4 separate regions of the Mus musculus genome follow, and all the other regions are linked to region 2. Evidence: chromatin contacts called from public HiChIP or PLAC-seq data. All regions are on one chromosome and are shown on one strand. The core of a region is the stretch at or near the end of the contact, and the rest is flanking DNA. Distances in the headings are between cores, read along the strand shown.

Region 1 (3,002 bases), core at 422-2,921, 670 kb after region 2:
TGCACAATCATACTTGCACACATATGCTCTCATACAGAAATATACACATGCATACACATTCTCACCTAGAAACATAAAAATTACACACATAGGATTGGTGTATTTAGAATCCACAAAGGAGAGAAAGTGTGATATTTTTTGCTCTTGTTTCTGGGGCCACATCTCCTTGTGAAGTCTCCATATCTGATTTCCAACTCTAGAGACTGAGAAACCTCCCTCCATCCTAATGGTAGATTTAATTTTGTGTCAAAAGATGTTACCTTTCAGTCCTTACATCTCATATGAATTAAAGAGCTTAATGTTTTCAGAGGGAAACATTGTGTGGTCTTGTGTAACCAATACACTAACCAATTGTGTTCATATCCTGATTAAGAACGTGATTATGGACTTATTTAAAGCAGATATTCTTGGCAGTGATTCTGGGAAATACAATCAGGAGGAAATGTGAAGATATAACGTGGACCAGAGATTGTAGGAAATACCATCCAGAGATTGCCCCAATTGGGCATCCATCCTATATACAGTCATGAAACCCAGACACTATTGTAGATGGCAACAAGTGCTTGCTGACAGGAGCCTGATATAGCTGTCTCCTGAGAGGGTCTGCCAGTACCTGACAAATACAGAGGTGGACACTCATAGCCAACCATTGGACTGAGCACAGGGTCCCCAATGGTGGAGCTACAGAAAAGACTGAAGGAGCTGAAGAAGTTTGCAGCCCCATAGGAGGAACAATAATATGAGACAACCATTAAGATGTAGCAACCATATCATGGTCTCTGCTTGTGCAGAAAATTCATGCAAGCTCGTGATAAAATCCCTGAAGGGACCAGGAGTAGTTGGGTCTTTTCTGACTATAACAAAGAATATAGGGCATAGTTGGAGGGATCTACATCCCTCCTGACAGCTTCTACTGAAAAGTGGCAGAATACTTGGCTTCTATCTTTGACACCAAGAAAGGCAAAGTCAACTTCTGCTCCTAATTAAATTTATATTAAAGCCTTTTACTTGAACCAACTGCCCTCTTTGATGTAATCATGATACATTCTTTTTTTTCCTCTATGCTAATAAATAAACAAGTTTGTTTTCTTTTAGCGACAAATGTTGCAATGACAAGTATGATATTCTGAGATTTAAAAAAGCAGTTGGGAACCAGAGAGACAGCTCAGTGTTTAAGACCCCTTTCTGTTCTTGCAGAAGATATGAATTCAGTTCCCTGGATTTATATGCCAGTTCATGACCATCTGTAACTCCACTTCTTTTGTTTTTTAATTTATTTTTTATTAGATATTTTCTTCATTCACATTTCAAACATTATCCCGAAAGTCCCCTATACCCTCCCCCCACCCCCACCCGCTCCCCAACCCACTCACTCCTGCTTCCTGGAACTGGCATTCTCCTGTACTGGGGCATATAATCTTCCCAAGATGTAACTCCACTTCTAAGGTAACCAATTCCCCTTTCTGAAATCCAACAGCAATAGGTACAAATGTAGTGCACAGACATACATGTAGGCCAAACACACATATCCCTAAAGTGAAAATAAAGACATTTTTAAAAACCTTAACTCTGAGAGATAATGGTGCTTCTGGAGCTCACATCCTTTACAGTAGAGCAATGACAGCTCACGTTCCCCACAGAAGCTCAGAATAACAGGACATGATGGTTCCCTGGGGCCAGCCACAACATCACTTGGCATACACTTGAAACACTCTAGGGAAATCTTTGCTAATCCTAACGGCCACAGGATGACTCAAGTGCAGGTGTTCTTTGATCACCAAGTCAAGCTTTGCTGAGTTTATTTGCATATTAAGACATCAACTACACTTTAGATTGCTTAGTCCATCTTTAAAGGCAGCTTGCCAATATCCAAGAGCCAGCCACTAGTACAGCTCTCAGAGAGGGTCTGCTCTCCTGTTGTGGGTACTGCTGGTCTGGGTTCCAGGTGAGAGTGTGTAGTGTTGGGAGCATCCATTGTGTTCCTTGCTGTTTTCCATGCCTCAGTGTCCTGATCATTGAAATTATAACAGTCAATTGGTTTTAAGATTCTTATTTATGTTACAGCTTCTCAGAATGTAGCTCATGACTACTGTTTTATACACCACATAGAGTGACTCTATACTAGAATGCTTTTTGTATATCGGTGACAGCAATGTGTGCTTATCATTGCAGGATCAACTGGTGACATTGCATTGACCCAGTCTCTGGCTTCTTTGTGTCGATAGGGCAGAGGACCACCATCTCTTTCATGGCCAGTCCAAGTGTCAGTTCAACTAGTGACAGTTATATATATACACTGGTATCAACAGAAACCAAACTCTCCATCTATTTAGCATCCAACCTCCCATCTGGGGTCCCTACCGGGTTCAATGGCAGTGGGCCTGTGACAGATCTCACTCTCACTGTCCATCCTGTGGAGGCTGATGATGATGCAACCTATACTGTTATCAGAGATGGGATTTTCCTCCCTTAGTGTTCTAGAGCTAACCAAAAACCTCCTGTGGTAGTTACTCACTTAAACTAAATTTCTGAGCAGTGTCTTTTCCCACACATATCAACCCTGTGATTTTAGAAATCTTGTTTGCAAGAGTGAAGCTGTGAAACAGATTTCTGAAACTGATATGATTGCCCCACTATATATGCTTTATACACTTTCAATTTATTTCCTTCCTAAATATCTCAGTCTCAAGCATTTGTGTATGTGTTCAATATAGGGAGTAGATAATAATTTTAAACTTACAGGAAACTTTACTTAATCACTCAAATGTAATCAGAGCCTTGAATGTTGAACGTTGTTTTTGTCCTGTAGATACAAATTAAAATTTTTACCATAATGTCACATTTCCATTTTTATTTTCTTGAAATTTCAAAAGTTCTTCAGTGGACCACACAGGCCAGCCTCCTGCAGCTGACTTACTTGATCTGTATCTCTGTGTCCATTATAGATGCTCGTCCGTGGCCTTTGGCCTATTAGCTGTTCTTTTTCTCTTGTTTACATTCAG
Region 2 (3,114 bases), core at 544-3,043:
TAAATAACCCCTAACCCGAGTTTATGTAAGTTACCTCAGCTAACGGGTTATCAAAAAGTGTGTGGGGTTGTGGGAAGGTGGCTTAGCGGCCAAGAACACTTGACGCTCCTGCAGAGGGCCTGAATTTGATTCCCAGCACCCACAGCAGGCAATTCACAACTGTTTGTAACTCCAGGTCCAGGCGATTGGACACATTCTCATGGTCCATAACAGACACACACACATACACATAAATAAAAATAAACCTTAAAAACGGACACAAAGTTAGCAGGGATGTAGTTAGAATGTGAGGGAGATAAGAGAAGGTAATCAGCCTTGAATATGATTAAAATATCTCATACACACATGTCAAAGAGATGTGTGTGGTGGTTGCCAAGGGTGGTTGGATGGTGGGATAAGTAAAACAGTCATATTAGGAGGCCCATTACTCATGGGATCACTGAGGCAGGAGCTATGCATTCTTAACCTATTGTTAAATCACTGTGAATGACAACTTTATTGTAGATGTGTTTCTTAATGTCAATTTTCCTGATAGCTTGGATGATTTGAATGGTAAATTAAGACTGCTTCATCCTATGGAGCTATGTATGGCCTTGAATGAAGGAATATCAGTCAAGAAGGCAGTCTGAAGGTGTGTGACTTCATTCTGAGTGTCTGAGGGACTGCTGTGATTGGGACAGGTGCAGCCCTTCATGCTTGGTGAGAATACTGTTCTTCATTGGTGTGATGTACTGCCACGTGCACACACACTGGACACACTCCCACTCTGGCTATATAAGTGCTCTGCTTGGTTCACTCTGCAAGTTAACCTGGAGATACCAGCTAGATGTTGCTCTCTGGTGTTGAAGCTGAAGCATTAAGTTGCAATAAAAGGCCCGGTCTTGCCTATTTTTGCGTTTTATCATTAGTAGAGTGAGTTGAGCTGGTAACATGAGGAAAGGAAGGAAGCAGGGACAATGAAGGCAATGTCAGTGGTGAAGGAAGTGTCCTTGGTGACATCGGCAGTGACATCAAAAGGCTGTGGTAGAGATGAGGAGGAGCAGAGGCAATAGAGACAGCTGCTGAAGACAAGAAACTTCTGGCCCTGGTACTGGGAGATTTCTAAGGAACTGTCAAAGGGCCAAGGTGTCAGACACCCCAGGCTACCAGCTCAACTCACTCTACTATATATGTGTGTATATATAGTACACACACACACACACACACACACACACACACACACACACACACACACTGTGCATGCATGTGAACACAGTGCTTGAGGAGGCCAGAAGAGATGTTCAGATCCTTGGAGATGAAATTACAGGCTGTTATATGTAACTGCATGTGAGCTGCCTGATATGGGTGCTAGGAACTGAACTTACATCCTCTGAAAAAGCAGGGCACATCTTAACCACTGAGCCACCTCTCCCTAGTCATCCTGTTGGATTTCAAAACCTGGAACAGTAGGCCTCTAGCTCTCAGGGCTTGGAGCTGTAAACTTCTGGGACTCCCTCCAAACCCAGGCTTTTGGAACTCCAAGGCCTGGGACTAGAGACCAAAGAGAGCTTTACTCCCTATCTTGGCAGGTCAGAACCACGGCAAGCCGTTTGATACCAGTAAAAGGTGGAAAATGTTAACTTGTAAAATTGAAGTTATTTATACAATTTGTTTGTGTCTCTGAATTGTAGAAACATTGTTTAGATATCAAAAATGAAAGCAATGAAAAGGAATCGATCTCACAGAGCCAATGAACAGCTCATTATCTGAGCATGGCAGGGGGCAGAAGCTGTGTCAACAGAGAAGCTGTGTCAGCAGATGGCAGTGCTGTATAAGCAGTGAGCCTACGGAGGCCCGATCATGGGTCACTGAGCTGGCCTGCAAACAAAGCCAGTGATCTGAATCTTGTCAGGTCTCCACCTCTATAATGGGATCAGACTGTTGTTTAAAAAAAAAATCTTTCCTCTCCAACTTTTTCGTGTGTGTGTGTGTGCACGGGAGATACACACACACACACACCAAACCCTCCCTCCCCTTGAGTAAGTATCTATGTAGATATATAGGTACATTACATGCTCCCTTCCTATCTGAACGTCTTTTTCTTCTCAGACTATTTCTAGTACATATGAATGGGTGTGGCACAGGAAACAGTGACAAGGAAATGATCTCACAGTGCCTCCAGTTTATCACCAGAGCAAGTCAGGGTGCTAATGCTGTATCAGCAGATGGCAGTGTTGTATAAGCGGCAAGTCTACAGAGGCCCAGTCATGGGTCACAGAACTGTCCTGCAAACAAAAGCAGAGATCTCAATTTGGCCAGGTCTCCACCCCCATAATGGGACCAGACTGTTGTTTTTAGAAGATCTGTCTTTCTCCTCTTCCCCTATCTCTCTGTCACACATTTATGAGCATTACCCCCTCCCCCACCCCACATATACACACGGTTTCCAACTATCAGAACATTGTGTTTTTTTTGACTTTTCAGACTTTATTTCTATTTTGTATGGATAGTTTCAGCACAGAGAAACAGCAGTAAAAGCCACAGTCAACAGGGCCAGTTATCAGGCTTTTACTTATATTGAAGATAAATAATCTTTAACAAATCAACAATAGGTGATGCTTCATTGATGATAAATTGCCTCATTAATGCAGCTGTATTGAATATAGGTTATCTGAAATAGATATTTTTTTTTGTTTTTTGTTTCTGTTTTTGTAGTTTTCTATGCTCCAAAGAAGGTTTATATAACAACAACAACAACAACAACATCATCATCATCATCATCAACAACAACAACAGCAACAACTACTACTACTCCAAAAACATATGCTAGAACTTTTCAAGAAAATGACCTTGAACTTTCCCACAGAGGAGGGGATGGTGGGTCTCTCCCAATTGTTTTACGATCTTTGATTATTGATCTTTTCCAGTTGAACACATCTTCTGGAGTCAGGGTTACTTCTCTTTTCACAGAACATCATGGGCTTCATCTACAGCATGGTTCTACCTCTTTAAAAGCAGGACACACTCCTCCAAACTTAAGCTCTTCAGGAGCTATAGATACAGTTGTTTTCTCTTTGCTCCTTCATAACATGATTTTTGGCATGTTTTACCTTTAAATAGCTCAATATTCATCTG
Region 3 (3,034 bases), core at 183-2,682, 610 kb after region 2:
CTTTTCCATAAATTCTTTCACTTTTTATTACATTTTGGTTAATTACATTTTTGCATTTAATTACATTTTTTGCGTGTTCACGTGTATAGGTACACAATTATCATGGCACGTTTGTGGAGTTTAGAGGACAACCTGGACTTGATTTTCCTCTTGTGCCATATAGATAATTGAGATCAAACTCAGGTCCAATGTCAGTGCTATGTTGTAAGAGTTTATGCACTCTGAGAAATTTTGCTGTTTCTTAAGTTTCTTTACTAATATATAGTAATTGTATACAAATGTCGTAAAAGAGCTTGTGTCTCTAGTTGCATATGTACTGGTTAGTTCATGTTGTTGTTCCTCCTATAGGGCTGCAGACCCTTTTAGCTCCTTGGGTACTTTCTCTAGCTTCTCCATTAGGGGCCCTGTGTTCCATCCAATAGCTGACTGTGAGCATCCACTTCTGTGTTTGCCAGGCACTGGCATAGCCTCATATGAGACAGCTATACCAGGGTCCCTACATTCAAATACAGTTCTTAGTCCCTGTGGTCAAATTTGTAACTAAGGCCCCCATAAAGAGAAGAATTTCAAAGGTGAGTCACAGCTACTTTATTCCTGTGGAATTTGGAGCTGCGTGAGAAACTACCTCAGTCTCTGGGTATTTAGCAATAAGTGGAGTTTACAGAACATAGTGCAAGCAGGTAATCATTTCATAACAGTCTTACAATTCTGAGAAGGGGGCAAGGGCTAGGGGCTTATGTTCTACAAAGGTAGAATTGGTGTCTAGCACAAAATGGAGTTTTTCATACCCATCACATAAGATGGGGCAAGAATAGTGCATTTGTGTGACAAAGAACACACATATACACACACACACATGCACACACACACACACACACACACACACACATGCTGCAGACCCTCTGGGTCCCTTTGTCTGCATGGAACGGGTCTCTGGGGCAGATGGACAAGGAGTCGGTGAGTGACAGACAGATCAATACGCGAGATTGTGTAGGATCTGAATGTATTGTCACAAAGTGAACAACAGTCTTATACAGTACAGAAAATACAAGGGATCAGAAGTCACAGCAGGCAAGGTACATTGAAGTTGCCTGACACAAAACAAAGGAATGACTTCAAAAGGATTTACAGGAACCAGGTAAATGTTTACAGTAAAGATAAAGCAGTCTTACCTAGGGTCAGCTTAGGCCTTGCTAAATTCTTATATGAGTATAACTTTTAAGTATCTGGAGAATCTCCATTTGTCAGAAGAATTTACCAACTTGCTTCTAATATGCAATGCAGCCTGTACTGAAGATTTCTAATTCAGTGGGATTCCCTGGCTTTTTCATAGTATTCCCTTGTTTGGGTGCGATTTGCTACTGTCCTTAATAGACCAGCTCTGAGCTATTGACTCCGTCTTTTGTAATGCTTAATTAGTAACTGAATAGGTAAACTTCCTTACTGCATTCTTACAGGATTCTAAGTTCGGCTTCTGGGACCATGGAACACTGGGGAGACTTAACTATAACAGAATTTTTCCATACACCAGACTAACTCGGGAATATGGTATGAGTATGTGGGTAAATGAGAACACCAAAGCTCCAGGAGGTGAGTTTCCTTGAAACTCTTTTCCTAGTTGAGTGCTTTACAGACTTTTTCAGCCTGTCAAGCAGACTTGACCGGAGAGAGAGCAACACACACACACACACACACACACACACACACAGAGAGAGAGAGAGAGAGAGAGAGAGAGAGAGAGAGAGAGAGAGAGAGAGAGAGAGAGAAAGAGAGAGAGAGAGAGAGAGGAAGAGAGAGAGGGAGGGAGGGAGAGAGAGAGAGAGAGCAAACAAAAAGCAAAAGTAAAGTTACAAGAGTCACAAGGAATACCTGGTAATTGTTAACTCTCAAGACAGTTTCTAAGAGCCCCTAACAATAGCACATTTGCATTGCAGGTTCCGGTAATGGTCAGGGTGACTTTCTTTGAATTAACACTCTTTGAACACAGGAAGTGGGTGGGTGGAGGAATGTGGCTATCTGTTTTATGATTAGCATACCTTGGAGCACTGAGTTTACTACTCTTTCAACAGCAGGCATGAGCTGCAGTATGAGAACTCATAAATGAAAGGGAAACTTAAAACCAATTAAATGCCAAAATTTCAATGATTAGGAGACCAATGTATGAAAAACAGCAGTGACCACAGAGGATGTTTCCAACACCATCACCCCTCACCTGGAACCCAGAGCAGCAGTACCCACAGCAGAAGAGCTGACCCCATCTCTGAGAGCTGGACTTGAGGATGCTTCTCAGGCAGTGGCCATCTGCTTTAAAAGATGTCCTATGGAATTTGCACTGTGGCTAATTTCTTAATATGCAAATCAGCTCAGGAAGCTGGGTTATTGTTCATAGGGACACCTGCTCTTGAGTTACCCTTATAGTAGTTAGTATTAGCAAAGAATTCCCTAGAGTATTTTGAGACAGACTACATATTAGCTGGGCTTCTTTGTTGCGCGCGCTCAACAGGCCAGGAAGAACGACGCTGCTACAGGATCCTTCTGCACACGTTTATTCAGTCCTGATTCTTCTTGTTTATAACTCCCTTGTTTATATCTCCCTTGTTTATATATCTCCCTTGTTTTTATATCTCCCCCGAACCCTGGGCCTCTCACTCCTTTTATACTCTCTCTCATCCACGCACCGCAGGCCACGCCACCTCACCAGGCACGCAGCTTCAGCTAATCAGGGCAGCAGGGGCAAATCTCCACCAAATTGGATTCACCTGTATCCTGGTACACCTGCGCAGCACTCAAGATGTTTGTGTCTTATATGAGGAAGTCAGGTGCAAGTCATATGACTTAGCTGCAGTCCCTGGCACCTTTGGGACTGCCGCCACACCCGCTCCCCACACTTCTTGGCTCTTTCATAAGTATTTCCCTTCTTTATGGCACCTGAACTGGTGATATTGACAAGGGGTGAACATTGTATACAATGTAAGTGAAAGTCAGATGTTTCTGCTTCCAGAAATTTGACAGGAAGAAAGATATACTCTGGTAT
Region 4 (3,079 bases), core at 197-2,696, 740 kb after region 2:
TGATCCATCCAATAGCTGACTGTGAGCATCCACTTATGTGTTTGCTAGGCCCCGGCGTAGTCTCACTAGAGACAGCTATATCAGGGTCCTATCAGCATAATCTTGCTAGTTTGGAGGCTGATTATGGGATGGATCCCTGGATATGGCAGTCTCTAGATAGTCCATCCTTTTGTCTCAGCTCCAAACTTTGGTAAGACTTCTTTTTTATTTGTAATGGGGTAACTAACACTTTGATATTCAGACATTTATATGTCAATGTTTAGGCCCATGGACTTTTTAAAGTTGACATTTGACCTGTCTGGAAGAAAAATGTCTTACTAAGATCTCAAATGTTTGCATCTCTTTTTTTTATTAATTCTAATTAGCACTATATAGTGTTATATAGTGTGAGGCTCTATAAAATATTCAGATGATAAAAATATTCATCAATTTAGCCTATAGTTTGAGAAATGCCAGGGGAAACAACACAAGCATAAACTAAGACAAAGGATCTGATGAGGTGTATTTTCCAGATGAGTCTAAGTATAAAATGAACTGAATTATATATTATACATCACATTATACATCACTGCTTAATCCTATAAAGCAAACACAGATCTCTGTCAACTACAAACACTGCATCCAGTGGCCAGGAGAAGGAGCCATAATATAGACAGATAAGGGCAGAGTGGTCTGCTCTGACAGTCTCAGTACTTAAAATAATATGAAGTCAGAATCATTTGCACAAGTATTTCTTTTGTCTCGTGTCTGTGTCTCTGCCTCTTAAAATGTGCTTCCCTGTGCTGTGGCATGCTCAGCATACCCAAGGTGAAATAAAATAGGAAGGTGCTACCTTTATCTACTATCACTGGAGTACTCATCTAGATTTCAGATCAGGTGATTGGACAAAGCAAAAAAAAGCAGATGGTGGTAAAAGAATACCCACTTTTCATTCTATATAAGGAAATACTGAGTCATGGGGAATTATTGTTGTTTAGACCTGAAAATTTAAACAGATAATGTATTTTCCCTTTTTTCTACTAATATTTCATGAATTGTTTTAGCCTCAATGGGTGACATTGTGATGACTCAGTCTCCAGCACACCTGCTATAAGTATCTGGAAAAGTGTGACTAACAACTGAAGAGATAGGCTGGGCATTAGAACAAGCTGATATGGGTACCAGAAAACAAAACAAAACAAAACAAAACAAAAAACAATAACAAACAAACAAAAAGAGGCTTCAAGTGTCCACATCGAGTATGTCTTCCTGAGCATCTCTGGGTCCCTTCTTGTTTCAGTGGCAGTGGATCAGAGATAGACTTCAACTTTGTCATCAGCAGCCTACAGCCTGAAGATGCTTCAGTTTGCTACTGACAACAAGGAAACAGCTTACCTCCCACAGCTGTATCTGATGGATATACATCAGAGCATAAACCACCAAATAAAGCAGAACTGTGAGGTTGAGTTGCTCCAGATGTTCCTTGTGGTATCCCCAACTGACTGAGAATTTTTCTCAGATTGAGGCCGTATTAGAAGCCTTCAGTTCATAAACATATTTGGGGCAATGAAACCTGAGAAGCTCTCCTCCAGCAGAAATCTCTTTACCTCAGCACTAGAATTACAGACTTGGCAATAGCTCTCTTGGTTTCATTGACAGTCACCCTCTCTGTGTAAAACAACTCAGAAACAAAGCGAGCCTGACCTGGATATGAAAAGAGCTTGTGAAACCACTTGAAAGGCTCTTTATGCAACGTCATTTGATCAAGTAGTCTATAAGGAAAATGGACACATTTCTGAATAGTGAGTGGTAAAAGTCAGAATGTTGCAATCCACAGGGACAAGCTCCAATAAGAAAAAATACTACATCAAATTCATCTAGGTCTAGGAATAGTGTAAAGTTTCAACTGAAGAACAAATGTCTCCTAGTACGAGAATCTGAATCAAATACTGTACATAAGATGACAGATACGGCTAGTTAGTAATTGAAAAAAAATGAATGGTTTTATTTTGCACATTGAGGGTCAGTTAGAGATGTGTGTATTTGAATGGTGTTAGTAGAGAGGGTTGAATAGGGGTGAAATAAAGTAAATGAAGTTATCGAAGAACTAATAAAATATTATAATTAAACCTGAAAAAAATCCTGAAAATAAATGGTCCAGGATTTTATAATTAACATTTTAAAAATATATACCTTTTATAAAAAGATGTATGTATGAGATTTATGTTATGTGTGTGTGTGTGTGTGTGTGTGTGTGTGTGTGTGTGTGAAAATGCCTGCACATATACTTTATAGGATAGCTTCTGTATATGAACGCAAACTTTATTTTCGTTTGATTTTGGATAACCTCATTTTTTACTATAGTTTCCACATCTATCCATTTTCCTGGAAATTCTATGATTTTACTTTTTGTTACAGTTGAATAAATTCCTGTGGTGAGTATATACTCTATTTTCTGTATTCACTCTTGGACATCTATGCTAGTTATACATCTTAACTCTCATGAATAGGCTAGCAATAAGCATAGATGTGCACATATCTCAGTGATATCAATAGAGTTCTTTTAGTACATGCCCAAGAATGCTGTGACTGTGTACATATGGGAGGACAGGGAAGCAGATATCTTAACTGCACACAGATCTTCATCTTTTTCTCCTCTCTTTAAAATCCAGTCTCTCAGTCTCATCCCCATCTCTGTTGCTGAGACCTTTCCTCCTTCTCTGCCTCCATTTCCAGAGGTTCACAAAAATATTATAACTACCCTATCCTATTCATCCTGATATACCAGCCCCCACTACCAGCAGTTGTTTCATGGGAATCTTCCAGCAAAACCTTCCACTGAAGCAATTAGGCCAGTGAGGCAGACATGCTAACTGCCCGATCTTCACTCTTCCTCCTCTTCAAAATAAAAATCTCCCAGTCTTATACCTTTTCTGCAGCTACTATCTGTTTTGGCTCTTCCTCACTCTCTGCCCCATTCCCAGGCCTCTAAACAAATTCTGGTGAAACACTCTTCATTCCTCCTGTCCTTGAACATCTTTATCCCCATCCCCAAGTGTCATCTCCAAATACCTTGAAGACATTTTTGTCTTCAAGGCCC

What was found. HiChIP or PLAC-seq counts read pairs in DNA pulled down with a chosen protein or histone mark.
Region 1: a contact with region 2 is called in an H3K27ac HiChIP or PLAC-seq map of large pre-B cells, with 5 times the contacts expected there. The contact joins two enhancer-like sites. A contact is called at or near these places in 1 of 15 datasets of contacts at CTCF or cohesin (large pre-B cells), 1 of 115 datasets of contacts at active chromatin or transcription factors (large pre-B cells) and 1 of 9 other capture datasets (embryonic stem cells).
Region 3: a contact with region 2 is called in an H3K27ac HiChIP or PLAC-seq map of embryonic stem cells, with 10 times the contacts expected there. The contact joins two enhancer-like sites. A contact is called at or near these places in 2 of 15 datasets of contacts at CTCF or cohesin (large pre-B cells and pro-B cells) and 2 of 115 datasets of contacts at active chromatin or transcription factors (embryonic stem cells and large pre-B cells).
Region 4: a contact with region 2 is called in a CTCF HiChIP or PLAC-seq map of large pre-B cells, with 11 times the contacts expected there. The contact joins two enhancer-like sites. A contact is called at or near these places in 2 of 15 datasets of contacts at CTCF or cohesin (large pre-B cells and pro-B cells) and 1 of 115 datasets of contacts at active chromatin or transcription factors (large pre-B cells).

What each region holds. Positions count from the first base shown.
Region 1 is chr6:70,039,805-70,042,806 of GRCm38.p6, reverse strand. It overlaps Igk. Among named protein-coding and RNA genes, the nearest start is that of Gm46962, 180 kb to the left of the region's middle. Within about 2 kb of position 1,671, at least 14 of the 459 cell types and tissues checked have an H3K27ac peak or open chromatin away from gene starts, as enhancers often do.
Region 2 is chr6:70,708,565-70,711,678 of GRCm38.p6, reverse strand. It overlaps Igk. Among named protein-coding and RNA genes, the nearest start is that of Gm46961, 8.8 kb to the left of the region's middle. Within about 2 kb of position 1,793, at least 57 of the 459 cell types and tissues checked have an H3K27ac peak or open chromatin away from gene starts, as enhancers often do. A contact at or near this core is called in pro-B cells, where this site is marked.
Region 3 is chr6:70,102,394-70,105,427 of GRCm38.p6, reverse strand. It overlaps Igk. Among named protein-coding and RNA genes, the nearest start is that of Gm46962, 120 kb to the left of the region's middle. Within about 2 kb of position 1,432, at least 23 of the 459 cell types and tissues checked have an H3K27ac peak or open chromatin away from gene starts, as enhancers often do. A contact at or near this core is called in pro-B cells, where this site is marked.
Region 4 is chr6:69,968,823-69,971,901 of GRCm38.p6, reverse strand. It overlaps Igk. Among named protein-coding and RNA genes, the nearest start is that of Gm46962, 250 kb to the left of the region's middle. Within about 2 kb of position 1,446, at least 5 of the 459 cell types and tissues checked have an H3K27ac peak or open chromatin away from gene starts, as enhancers often do.